Regions from separate parts of the Sus scrofa genome. Here regions 1 and 2 are each linked to region 3. The links are chromatin contacts, called in public HiChIP or PLAC-seq maps. All regions are on one chromosome and are shown on one strand. Each heading gives the region's core, a stretch centred on a gene start, on an enhancer-like site or on the middle of the called end of the contact. The rest is flanking DNA. Distances are from core to core; before and after follow the strand shown. Region 1 holds the start of MRPS36 (28S ribosomal protein S36, mitochondrial). Region 2 holds the start of LOC110257255. Region 3 holds the start of PTCD2 (pentatricopeptide repeat-containing protein 2, mitochondrial).

Region 1 (4,571 bases), core at 100-2,599, 1.2 Mb before region 3:
AGCAATGCAGGATCCCAGTGGAGTCTGCAACCTACACCACAACTCACCGCTAAGCCACAACTATCTGGTTTTAGAATATGTACTCCTAAAACAAGCTTTGAAAGTTTTTTTTTTTTTTGGATAAGCCCAAAGCATGTGGCAGTTCCTTGGGCCAGAGATCGAACGCATGCCACAGCATTGACCCAAGCTGCAGCAGTAACAACACCTGAATCCTTAACCTGTGCCACAAGAGAACGCTTGAAAGCTTTTTTAAAAATAGATTTCTGGGAGCTCTCTGCTGTGGCACAGGCAGTTAAGGATCTGGCGTTGCTGCAGTTGTGGCATAGGTCACAGAGGCTGCTTGGATTTGATCATTGACACAGGAACCTCCTCATGCTTTGGGTGCAGCATAGAAAGAAAAAAAGATTTCTGCTCTCCTCCATAGACATACTGAATCAGAAGGACCCATATTTAGGCTCAGTAACTTCTAGATTTAGAAACCACTAATCTAGATCATTAAACAAATTTGTCACTCTATTTACAATAATGTAAGTTTACATTAGCTACAAGGTTAAGTGGTTGCAACATATTGCGTGTTAATTTTTTAACATTGTAAGTACTAATATTTACCTTACAATTTAATATAACTTGGGGGAATGATATGGATGGCTCATGCTTCAAAAAGAAAAACTTGAACTTTTGAATTTTCTTAAATTTGAAGCAAGCAGCAGTTTAATATCAGAACTAACGGTAGAGAAAGCAAGCAGAATACCAAATCAGGCAATGCTAATAAGCAAAGGAATAAGAGGTGGCCTACTACAGACCTGGAACTGACCACTCTTTCTGAGCTTGCTACTTATTCCTAAATTTTAACAAGATTGTTCATTTTATTTTATTTTTATTTTTTTGTCTTTTTACCTTTTTAGGGCCTCTCCTATCCCAGGCTAGGGACCTACGCCAGCCTACGCCAGCGCCACGGCAACGCCGGATCCTTAACCCACTAAGCAAGGCCAGGAATCGAACCTGAAACCTCATGGTTCTTAGTTGGATTCGTTAACCACGACGGGAACTCCCAAGATTGTTCATTTTAGGAAGCCACAAGAATTTATATTACTTACTTGGTTTCAGATTAAATTTTGGACTATACTGAAATTGGAAACTGGCTATCCGCAGAGGAACTGTTCCTAAATCACTCACTGGCTGATGAGCAAAATATATCCAACACCGCAAACCTCCAGCGGCAAAACGAAACAATGGAAAACACGTGGATCAGTTTCTACGCGGGAAGGAGGAAGGGCGGGGGCAGGCACAAAGGGGTGGAGCTAGCTCCAACGTGGAGGCGGGTCCGGCTCGAGCGCCCGCTCCTCCTCAGTGACGTCACTTGCAGGGCCCGCCCCCAGCCGCCCAGGACTCCTGATATAGCCGCTGCTAGCTAGTGCTCCGGAAGCTGCCCCTCCTCGGGGGTCATGATGGGCAGTAAGATGGCGTCTGCCAGCAGGGTCGTTCAGGTAAGGCGATTCGGTCGCTTTTCCGCGCCATGGGCGGTAGGGGTGGTGCTGAGGATAGCAACGGCGCTGAGGAGGAAAGGCGGTGGCGGAATCTGCGCCGTGACCACGGCCCTAGATAGGGCCTGCAGCGGCGCCCCTGGGGTGTGTGTGAGAATTGGACCTTGAGCTCGTTGGGTCGGGCATTGAGCCGGGCACTGGAGCCGAGAATCGAGTCAGGCCGCGAGAGTGCATCTTCCCAGGTAGGCCCGTCGCTGCTCCAAAGTCCCTAGACTGCACTCCACTAGGACCTCGTTAGCCTCTTAGGAGTCTGCAGCCTTGGCTGCCTTGGCAATAGCGTGGCCAATCGGCGACTAGTGTTATCCGTGTTGTAGCAGATCAGCCAATCGGAAGGAGGGCGGTAGCGGTGACTGAAAGGAAGCGAAGCTGGCATCTGACCCAGTGTCCCTTCAAGGTCTTGGGAATGGCCGGGGAACTGGCCCCACCTGCTGTGTCCTTGCCCGGGGCGGTATCTCCCCCCACCAGTGCCCCCGGCAGTCCTATCGTCTGGTTACAGGCCGGAATGGGGGGGGGGCTGTAAAAAAATGTATATATTTATCTTTTAATATATGCCTTAGTGTTGGTTTCCTAAGCTTTTTTACCCCTGAGTTTAGATTGGTGCTAGAGGAACTTTATAGTTACTCCACACATCAGTTACTGACTCCTGATAGCTTTTGTATTTGCTTCTCCAGCTGTGGTCTCTAGTTTAAATAGGAAGGGTAAAATTGGCATATAAAGGACCACAGCCTCCACTTCTGCGGTTTCTTTACGTGATCTTTTTCAACTCTTAAAAGTGTATTAGTGTATGATTAACTTTTAACTTTGATATGAGAAGTTCATTTCTCTTTGCAAAAATACTTGCCTTAAAAGACTCTTAAAGTTATTTCACTCTGAAGGGTAATCCTGCATCCCAATCCTTAGCCTCTTTGCATTGAATGGTCCTCACTTAGTCGTTGAATGGGTAGTTATTGAGCACTTGCTAATTAAAGACGCTGGGAGGACAGGAGACCATCTGACAAGAGACTAGTATCCATAATAGATAATCACATATTCCCATGGCATATAGCCCAATTTTTTTTTTTTTTTTTGCCTTTTTGCCTTAGGGACCTCCATATGCTCCCGCGCGGCATATGGAGGTCCCCAGGCTAGGGGTCTAATCAGAGCTGTAGCCACCGGCCTACGACAGAGGCACAGCGCGCGGGATCCGAGCCGCGTCTGCAACCTACACCACAGCTCAGGGCAACACCGGATCGTTAACCCACTGAGCAAGGCCAGGGATCGAACCCACAACCTCATGGTTCCTAGTCGGATTCGTTAACCACTGTGCCAGGGCGGGAACTCCCCAATTTTTAAAATGGGTAAAAAAGGTTGATATTGCTCAAAAGAAGATATCTAAATGAGCAATAACCCTATGAAAAGATCCTCAACATCATTACTTGCCAGGAAAATACAAATTCAAACCGGAAAATACTACTACACACACCAAAATTATTTAAAAGACTGACAGTACCAAGTGGTTATGAGAACATGAAACCCCTGAAGCTCTCATACACTGCTGGTAGGACTATAAAATGGTACAGCCCTCTGGAAAACTGTTTTGTCATTCTCTAGTACTAAACATACCTGCTCTGTGTCCCAGCAGTACTACTTAAAGGTTTATACCCCAGAGAAATGAATGCATATACCTAGAAAAACACTGTATAAAAGTGTTCATGCTTGCTTTATTCATAATAACACCCAATCCAAAAAATATCCAAATGTCCATAAGCAAGATAAATTGTGGTAGAGTTGTTAAAATGGAATAGTACACAGTAGTAATAAACGACTAACTACTGATATATGCAAATTAAAAAAAGATATTATGAAATACACAATAAGGAACCATCTGACTCCTTTTAACAGAACTGCAAAGACTTGTATTCACATTCATAATACAAAGCAGTATGTGGTGGTGTTATGTAATAATTACACTTTAGCAAAATATATTTAGTATTTCTGTGGCAGGCCTACACTGCTGGGACTGCAGTGCCAACAAGGTAATATATGGTGCCTGCACAGAGCTTAGAACTTGGCTGTTGATCTGTATCTTGAAGTGTAGTATTTCAAGAGACTGGCAAAAACTGATAGGAATTAACAAAACATGGTGTCACCACTAAGTAGAGAAATTTGGCTGGACCACAGGGTGTTCAAAAGTAATTTTAGAAGAGTAAGTTCTAAGTATTCATCAAATGCCTGCTGAATGCCAAGCAGTATGTCTTTGATATGTTTGAGATGCTGCAAAATTAGAAATGAGATAGTTAATTATTTAGGAAATCATTTGGCTGCTTGAGACATAGGGGAAGAAAATAGGTGGTTGGATTAATTCAGGGTTTAAAGTTTACAGGTGAGGTGAAAACAAACCTCCAGCAAGGCAATTGAGAGTGTTATTTTATTTTTTTCTTTTTGCCATTTATTGGGCTGCTCCCTCCGCATACGGAGGTTCCTAGGCTAGGGGTCCAATCGGAGCTGTAGCCACCACCCTAGGTCAGAGCCACAGCAACGCTGGATCCAAGCCACCCACTGAGCAAGGCCAGGAATCAAACCCGAAACCTCATGATTCCTAGTCGGATTCGTTAACTACTGAGCCACGACAGGAACTCTGGCAATTGAGAGTGCTAAAAGGATGTTGAATGAACTGTGGGTTCTAGGCTAGATAAGAAAGTAAAGTCAGGATGGAACCAGTTAACTGAGAGAAAAGGGAACCATCAAGGAAATGAAGGGCTTGGAGTGCCCATCATGGCTCAGTGGTTAACAAACCCAACTAGAATCCATGAGGATGTGGGTTCGATCCCTGGCCTTACTCAGTGGGTTAAGGATCTGGCATTGCCACGAGCTGTGGTGTAGGTCGAAGATTCAGCTCGGATCCCGAGCTGCTGTGGCTGTGGTGTAGGCGGGCAGCTGTAGCTGTGATTGGACCCCTAGCCTGGGCACCTCTATATGCCATGGATGTGGCCTTAAAAAGACAAAAGACAGAAGGGAAAAAAAAGAAAAATGAAGGGTTTGATGAAA
Region 2 (4,533 bases), core at 1,063-3,562, 1.3 Mb before region 3:
ACTATACTTTAACAAAAAATTAAAAAATAAGAAAATAGCAATTTGGCAAATAAATTGCCTCCCAAAAAAAATGCTATTAAAAAAGTCACTTTGAGGCTTTCCCATTGTGGCACATCAGAAACAAAACCATGAGGTGGTGGGTTTGATCCCTGGCCTCGCTCAGTGGGTTAAGGAGCTGGAATTGCCGTGAGCTGTGGTGTACGTCGAAGATGTGGCTCGGATCCCGAGTTGCTGTGGTGTAGGCCAGCGGCTATAGCTCCAGTTAGACCCCTAGCCTGGGAACCTCCATATGCCACAAGTGCAGCCCTAAAAAAAAGCACAAATGCATCTTTAGCTTTTAAATTTCATGCCTTCCTCTGCATTCTACACATACGACACATCTTCCCACAATGTTTTTCTCCCATATCCAAAACCTTATCCAAGTTCGAGGTCAGGTCCTATCAGTGAGTCTTTTCCGGCTAAATCCCTATCTGGTTATTTGGAAAACCTTAGCATTTGAGAATTTAATGTGTAATGTTGCTAAGGTCTTGCTCTCAAATTGCTAAATATTTTTCACAATAGATTACAAAGTCCCAGCAGGCAGAGACTAGGACTTCTCGTTCTCTTATATGTTATTAACACTTTCTGTATATTCAAATTAAGTGTAGCATAAGCTAATCATAATTTACACTGTTCAAAACCCCATTTTCATCTCCGAATCCCAGTCCTCAAATTTCCCTATGAATAATTAACATGTATTGATTAGTATATACCATTCACTGTTATTCACACTTCACTTCTCTTTTGTGTGTGTGTGTGTGTGTCTTTTTAGGACCGCACCCATGGCATATGAAGTTTCCCAAAGGGGTGAAATCGGAGCTGTAGCCACTAGCCTGCACTACAGCCACAGCAAAGCTGAATTCCAGCCGTGTCTGCAACCCACACCACAGCTCACTGAAATACTGGATCCTTAACCCACTGAGTGAGGCCAGGGAGCGAACCTGTGTCCTCACGAATGCTAGTCAGATTCCTTTTCGCTGAGCTACTGACAGGAACTCCACTTTTCACATTTGAACACACACAATCCTCCCAAGAACCCGAGGATACAGATATTACTACTCTTACTTTCCAGATCAGAAAACGAGTCAGAAAGGACAAGTGACACAATTAGTAAGTGGCAGATTTGTGAATCAAATCAAGACAGACACTGGAGACCATTTTCTTAACTTTTTAGTAACATAAAAATAACCCTAATAAGGGCTGGTCCTACCTGCCTAGGTTTACTGGCCTGCAGGATTAAGCAGCACAGTTTAGGAGCCAGAATTTAAAAGAAACTCTATTTCGTCACACGCTGTGTATTTCCTCCGCCCCTGCCCTCCGCGGCAGAAGAATCCGCTATATTCCTGACGACCCGTTGGTGGCGCTGCAGGACAGGTATGCGCTGAGGCCGCGTCAATGAGAGAGGCTGAGAGGGGGTGAAGATTCGATCTGTAGCCCCGCGGTGGGAGGAGCCTAAGGAAGAGGGAGGGCTGGCGAGTGGTGTGTCCTGCGCAGGCGCAGAACCTGGCACTCCCCCGAGAGTGAGGGCTGCTGGGTCGGTGACGTGGCCTGGCAGCGTCCACTCCGGTGAGCCTCCGGGGAGCCCCGCGCCGCCGGAACTGTCCGTGGCCTAGTCCCGACGCGTGTGTGCTTGCGAGCCGGGGACAGCGGCGGCGGCCCGGCCTGCGGGGACCCGACAGGGCCGCTGCCATGGGGAAGTGACGCGCTTGCGACCGCTGTTCCGCGGCAGCGGCGAGACATGAGGAGACCCCGCGGCAGGGGCAGCGGCGGCGGCTCCTGATCCCCGCGATGGAGGAGAAATACGGCGGGGAAGTGTTAGCCGGCCCAGGCGGCGGCGGCGGCCTCGGGCCGGTGGACGTGCCCAGCGCTCGGTAAGGGACTGATCTGGCACCCGCCTCCCGATCTGCGGTCTCCCCGCGCAGGCGAGCTCCCTCTCCCTCCCGTCCCGTTGACAGCCCGGGACTCCTCCTCGGTTCTGCACGCGCCCCGGAGCCCTCCGTCCTCCCTGCTTCGGCTCCCAGGCCGCCTCTAGCTTTCTTTGGCTCCGCCGTCCCTCTCTGCAGAATGAATGCTCTAAGATCCAAGGAGGTTCTGCTTGAGATCTGGGTTTCCAGGCAGACCGTTAACCTTAGAACTGCCAGCCAGTTGACGTGAGAGGTTTTTCTGACCTATGAGAAGCATTTCTGTTGGCTGTTTCTCCCCGAAATAATGGGTTGGTGATACTTAACCTTTCTGACGTCTGCCTGCGTAAGTTAGAGGAAGGGTCACCGTCATCTCTTGAGGCGAAGAAACCAAAGTACAAACAGATGAACTTTGATGTTCAGGTTAACCCCGCACACCAAGAATCCAGCCGGTCATCTAGTTTTCCTTTCTTCGTTTATTTTGTTTTGTTATTAAGAAATGTGTGCTCGTTGTCCAAAAATTCAAGCAGCACAGAAATTCATAGAGTAAAAAGGAAAAATCCCCCCTTTATCCCCTTCCCAGCAATGCTCCCGTTAATCCCCAAGAGGTAAGTATACTGACCACTTTCCAGTGTGTCCTTCTTGACCTGTCCTAATTTCTGAGGTAGAGTGAAAGATGCGTAAAACATGGCCCAACAATTTTCATTGCCTTTATAGTTAATGAGGTTAAGTTTTTCTTGTTCTTGAAAACTCCTTTGAGATTTAAAGATGGTTTTGGTAAATTCTTGGAACTGTAGAAATAGAATCACTAACGCAACTTTTTTTTATGAAAAGGGAAGAACACAGCAAATGCTGGAGCAAAATTTAAATTAGCTGCATTTTCTGTAGTACAAGTTCAATTCTAATCTATTTTGAGCAACTTGTTTTTGTAAATAACAGGATATCAGGTATTATTTCCTGAGATGCGACAGCTAAATGCAGTAGGCAATTCTGATGTGGATTTCTAGAGGGGAAAATGCTGTGAAAGACAGTACTAGGTCACTTGACAAAATTGGACTCTGGACAATAGATTAGATAAAAATATATCCATGTTAAATTTCCTGTAGTTGATAACTGCACTGATTTTATGAGTATGCTCATGATCTTAGGAAACACAAGTATTTAGGGATAAAGTAGCAGGATGTATGTAACTTACTCTTTGAAAAGTTCAGGGGAGGGAGTTCCTGTCATGGCTTAGTGGTTAACGAATCTGACTAGGATCCATGAGGATGCAGGTTTGATTCCTGGCCTCGCTCAGTGGGTTAAGGATCCGGCATTGCTGTGAGCTGTGGTATAGATCACAGGCACGGCTCGGATCCCATGTTGCCATGGCTGTGGTATAGGCCGGTGGCTATAGCTCTGATTAGACCCCTAGCCTGGGAACTTCCATGTGCCCAGTGAGGCCTTAAAAAGCAAAAAAAAGTTCAGGGGAAAAAAAACTGTATTAAAGAGAGATAATAAGGCAAAGAAGAGAACATGTTAACAATTAGAGAATCTAAGTAAAGGGTGTGCTACTCTTGCACCTTTTCTGTAAACTTGAATTTTTTTTCTTTTATTGCCACGCCTGTGGCATATGAAAGTTCCTGGGCCAGGGATTGAATCTGAGCCACAATTGCAGTATTTGATCCTTTAACCCACTCTGCCAGGCTGGGGATCGAACCTGCTCCTCCCAGCAACCCAAGCTGCTGCCGTTGGATTCTTAACCCACTGTGTCACAGCAAGAACTCCTATTTTTAAGTAAATAAATAAATAGTTCAAGATTATTTACTCAACAGCTTAGATAGGTGTGGCAAATATTCCTTTGCCACCTTATTTCCACTATTTCCACTATTTCCTCTGCTTGGCAGAGGTGCCCTCCTATTGTAGTTCATTGCAGAATCAAATTCAGCTCAGGACTGGTTGAATTTTTAATAGATTTCAGGTTGCAAGAGTTTTCCTATACGTAGACAAAAATCCAAAAACTCCTTATAATCTACACCAAAAACTAATTGTCAGACCCTTTAATTGTGGATTTTTTTTTTTTTTGACTGAAGTCACAAATATGAATTGTTTTAAATGTTTCTATGTTGGCTTTAATAAGTCCTCTTTACAGGCAGGGGCAGAGGGTGACAGCCAGCATTCGTTAAGCCCTTCCTGGGTTCTAGATACTTTGAGTACAGCATCTCACTTCATCCTTACAACAGTGCTGCAGACTCATTAGTTGTCCTTATCTCACAAACTGAGACACCTATTAACTGAACTGAGAGTCAGTTACCCCAAACCCCACATATAGCACAGTCTGCACAGTAGATACTTAAATAGTGATTGAATGAATCAAACTTGAATTATACACAGATTTTGCTTTTTCCTGGAGAACTGTGAGCTGCTACAGTGGGCAAAGCCCAAGAAGCAGGTTTGAGCCCAAACCCAGATTTCAGTAATTCCAGGTTTAAAAAACCAAAGAATGTTCTAACCTTCACAGAGAAGACCAGTGATAGCTTTGATGGGACTGGTTAGTGGCAAATTATGATTTATAAGTTGGGGAGGTGGATTGGATCCTGATAAGTTGCACAAG
Region 3 (4,085 bases), core at 1,189-3,688:
AAGTCAGAACATTACATTGAGTGGACAATGGCAAAATGGAAAATCTAGATCAGCTTCTCAGACTTTAATGTGCATATGAATCTTGATATAATGCAGATCCTGATTCAGTAAGTCTGGGGTGGGGACAGAGATTCTGCATGTCTAAGAGTTCCCAGGAAATGCTGATGATGTTGACCCTCAGACAACACTGAAGTAGCAAAGGGATTGGATGGTATCAGTCTCACAAGGTTAGATCTCTAAGCCTGTCTAATCCACTCTGAAAATGCCACTCAAGAGTATATACAAACCCTTATTAAACCTGCTTATCCCTTCGGCCCGTCAATTTTTGGAGCAACAACATTCTAAGATAACTATCCACAATGAAAAGTATTTCCTCTATTAAATTCTGAAAAGATACCTCCTGAGACCAGAATATCAAAGCTTAGTAAAAACTTATTTATTTCACAGTTATTTTGGCCTTTGGCAAAACGTCTCCAAATATATTCTCCATCCAAAGGGAAGCAGCGTGATTGTGAACACAGACAGGCTTTGGAGTCACAGTCTTAAGTATGAATCCTAACCTTGCTAATAAATATTATGAAAATGTGAGCAAATTACCCCAAGTCTCTGAGCCTCTCCATATGTAAAAATGAGGAAATACTGTATCATAACTTAAATGAGGACGTATATTACGTGCCTAGCCTAATGGCCACTACGTGGTTAAGTGTCCAGTAAGTTTCCTTCTCTAGCTTCTTCATGTACTTAAGTCACTTTTTTGACTCATCTTAAGAAATCATTCTTTCATCATTTTAGTTGCCCTTGCCCATTATGCTGTAAGGAGAATCAGTGGATGCACCAAGTATTTTCCTCTTTTATCCTGTAATGGTTCAAGATGTTTTGCTGACTTAAAGCTCCTTATCAGCATTTTCAAATCACCAGTGGTCCATAATGTAGTATCCTACCTACTTATATTACTTGCCTTTAACCTCCTAATTAGAGTTCCCGATTTCAAGACTCTCTTCATCTGTGGTCTAACCCAGTGCCTGTGCAATATAACTGTGTAATTAAAGAGAGGTTCAGTTCTGAGCTGTCCAATACAGTGGCCGCTAGCCACAGGTGTTAGTGGTTTGAGCCACCATTGAGCACTTAAAATGTAGCTAATGTTACCAAGGAACAGAATTTTTTAATTTAACTCTAATTTAAATAGCCACATGTAGCTAGTTGCTACTACAATGGAATAGCACAGGTGTAACCTACCACAAGTTCACCAGTTCAAACTAAGACCAAAGTGCTAACTGGAAATTCTCTCATTTCACCCTTATCTAATTCCCATTCCTTCATTAAAACGATTAGCCCCAAACATCCTAAGCAACTCTGATACTTTCCCTGATAGACAATCCAAGGTCTTGCTTAAATTGAAAAGCATTTACTAACAACTACAATTAAATAGCTCCAATAGTTAATTCGGAGGTGCCAATTCTGAACATCAGCTAGGTCAACCAGTAAAATCTCAGAAAACTTCTGGCGGCCAACTATGAGGTTTCACCTTCATATTTAAAGGCCTGTGAGCAAAACTGTTGATTTTTAATAAGGGCTAGAGGAGGTATGTTAGAAAGAGGAGATAACAGGCACTGGAAAAATCAATTGTGATTATTGCAACTTAATCATATAACCAGATACAGCTGTCAGGATTTAGCTTCTGTAAATTAAAACTTTTTTTTCCAATGTCTTTATGAGCAGCAGATCCTTTAAACAGGTTTTGAGTAAGCTGTCCTTCACACAGCTATCAAAGTATTTTAAAAGTAACTTAGCATTTTCTGCCGGGATGGAAAACTTTAGCAAAGAAAGGCTCATCAAAAGTTGTGCCCTGGGTCATCAGGTAAGGTGAGGTTAGTACTGAGAAATTCCTCCACCAAGTGAAAACCTGGGGTCTGACCCCGTGGGAGGCGGTGAAAACATTCACGGAGTCCCTCTAAGCAAACTCAACAAGGAGAAAATTTTCATAGCCCCAGGGGTGAAATTTAGGCTTTTCAGGGACAGCAAAAAGATAACCATGCTAACACAAACATACGCAAATCTTTCTTGCCGAAACGTCCTGTACTCTGGGCGGGGAGACACTATTGGGTAAGCAGAAGGGTCGGTCAGAGACCTTACCTCCCCCTTTCTGTGCTAATGAAAGCTCCAACGCTTTCTCTAGCAACTAGATTCCAAAAGCACTTCCTCTTCCCTGTATTCAAGGAACAGAGGTTTCAGGAACCTAATAAAGCAGCCCCACGAAAGCAGTAGCCACCAACCTGCCAGGGAGAGTTGAGGCAGCGACACTTTCCGCGCCCGCAGGATCCCGCGCCGCACTATGGAGGACGCCATCTTGGAGCATACCAAAGGGAATGCCGGCGCGGGGGTTGCCGGTAGACGAGGGGGTGGAGTCGAGTCGACGCTCCGTCGTCCCCCCCCAGTTCCCTCAGTTGGCGCAGCCCTTGACAACATGGCTGCCGCCTTTCGGTCCTCGCAGCAAGTTCTGCTGCTGCGGAGTTTGGTGTGGCCCGGGGTCTTGGACTCAGGCTCCACGTGCTGCCGCTGCCCTCTCGGAGGTATCCGCGGTCTCGGGCCATGAAGGAGGGGAGGGATGGGACAGAATGGAGCTTTACATCCCAGCAGGCATCTCTTTGGAGAAAGAAGAGCGCCTCAGTCACTCACTGACCTAGTGCAAGCGAGCATACCCTCCTCGCCCTTTGCGCTTTGCGCGTGGGTGCAGTGGTAACTTCTGGGTGTCGTGGACGCCCGTGTGCCTGGGAAGCAAAGGAAAGCTGGGCTGGGGTTTGATCTTGGGGCTGGACTACTTCCTCGGATGGCGCTATGCTGCTCTCCGGAACACCCCTGCCTCTTGGGGTATTCTGTTCTGCAGAATTTGGGAGGGGAGGTCTAACTCTCCAAGTTTGGAGTCCAGCTTTGCAGCTAACAGTCTGAAAGACCTTGAGCAGGTTTCTTTATTTGTAAAATTATCCCTTAATATGAAAATGATTAAGTTTGAAAATACTGGTGAGTGATAATAAAATATCTAACACTTTGTGTCAGGCGTTACTCTAATGCATTTTACATACATTCATTCCTTTTCTCCTCGCAACACCCAGTGAGAAAGGTGCTGTTCTTTTCTCCCCTTACAGGATGGAGAAAGGCTAAGTAATTTGCCCAAGGTCAAAGGGAACTGGTATAAGAAGGATTTGAACACAGGCCGCCCAAGAATAGAGCCCTGTAGTAACCACTCATCTGGGCTGCCCTTTTGGAAATCAGCAGTAATTTTTCTTGTTATTTTGCCATCACAGTACACAGAGCTCTTTTAGCGGACAAGTCTTTGGCCAAGCATCCTAAAGAAATGGTGTTGCTCAAACTCACATTTCTACTAAGTTGTGGTCAGTGATTTTTGGTGTATCTAGAGGACATCAAGAGGGCAAATCTGAGAGGCCGTACCTCGGACAGTACTGAGAATTTCAGTGGTCACACTAACTTTTCCCACTACCCTGTATGATTCTACCTAGATAAACCCAATCTAGGTATACCTGTTTTGTTGTCTGTCTTTCAGATCCCAGATTCCTGTCCATCTCCATACACAATGAATCACTAGCTCCTTTTACACGTATGTGAGGAATTTGCACTCTCTGGTAGTTTGGACATTTTTTTTCCTTGCTAGGGTGACTACTATATTTGTACCTATCTGGATGGTTTATTTAACTAAGCATGGATAAGACTGGTTATTAGAAAGAGACAGCCAAGCTCTACACATGTCATTTGCTAAGTATAAAACAGTTGATTTTTACTTTCTCTAATTATTAGCTAAAAGATACCTACTTACGGAGAATATTATGAAATTAAAAGAATTCCAGCATAAGAAGGTGGCTGTTGCATGTAATCTTCCTGGCACCAAAGGTAATCAAATCTCCTTTGTTAACTTTTTCATTGATCTGTCATTCATTCACCTTTTCCATCTTTATTCCTTTGTAATCACTCCTTCAGTGACCTTCCATCTCAGAAGAGATGGAGATGATGTATTCTTAGTTTCCTGGTCTACCCTTACATGCACCTTTCACCTCACTCTGTTTCTGCAGAAT

The links. HiChIP or PLAC-seq counts read pairs in DNA pulled down with a chosen protein or histone mark.
Region 1: a contact with region 3 is called in an H3K27ac HiChIP or PLAC-seq map of alveolar macrophages. The contact joins the promoter of MRPS36 here to the promoter of PTCD2 in region 3. A contact is called at or near these places in 1 of 5 promoter capture datasets (liver) and 1 of 2 datasets of contacts at active chromatin or transcription factors (alveolar macrophages).
Region 2: an H3K27ac HiChIP or PLAC-seq map of alveolar macrophages shows a contact between it and region 3. The contact joins the promoter of LOC110257255 here to the promoter of PTCD2 in region 3. A contact is called at or near these places in 2 of 5 promoter capture datasets (fetal liver and liver), 5 of 47 Hi-C or Micro-C datasets (embryonic fibroblasts, heart right ventricle, retroperitoneal adipose tissue and 2 more) and 2 of 2 datasets of contacts at active chromatin or transcription factors (alveolar macrophages and skeletal muscle).

What each region holds. Positions count from the first base shown.
Region 1 is chr16:47,385,063-47,389,633 of Sscrofa11.1, forward strand. It overlaps MRPS36 (28S ribosomal protein S36, mitochondrial), which reads left to right and starts at 1,350. Exons shown (of 4, transcript XM_003134022.5): 1 at 1,350-1,487. The coding sequence starts at 1,446. LOC102160395 (a long non-coding RNA gene) reads right to left here and starts at 1,284. Exons shown (of 4, transcript XR_308458.3): 1 at 1,098-1,284.
Region 2 is chr16:47,283,151-47,287,683 of Sscrofa11.1, forward strand. LOC110257255 reads right to left here and starts at 2,313. Exons shown (of 3, transcript XM_021076818.1): 1 at 2,308-2,313; 2 at 1,250-2,207. The coding sequence starts at 2,313. The coding sequence ends at 1,290. SLC30A5 (solute carrier family 30 member 5) reads left to right here and starts at 1,824. Exons shown (of 16, transcript NM_001137624.1): 1 at 1,824-1,910. The coding sequence starts at 1,828.
Region 3 is chr16:48,602,576-48,606,660 of Sscrofa11.1, forward strand. It overlaps PTCD2 (pentatricopeptide repeat-containing protein 2, mitochondrial), which reads left to right and starts at 2,439. Exons shown (of 10, transcript XM_021076726.1): 1 at 2,439-2,570; 2 at 3,811-3,903. The coding sequence starts at 2,465. It overlaps MRPS27 (28S ribosomal protein S27, mitochondrial), which reads right to left. Exons shown (of 15, transcript XM_021076728.1): 5 at 2,274-2,643. The coding sequence starts at 2,466.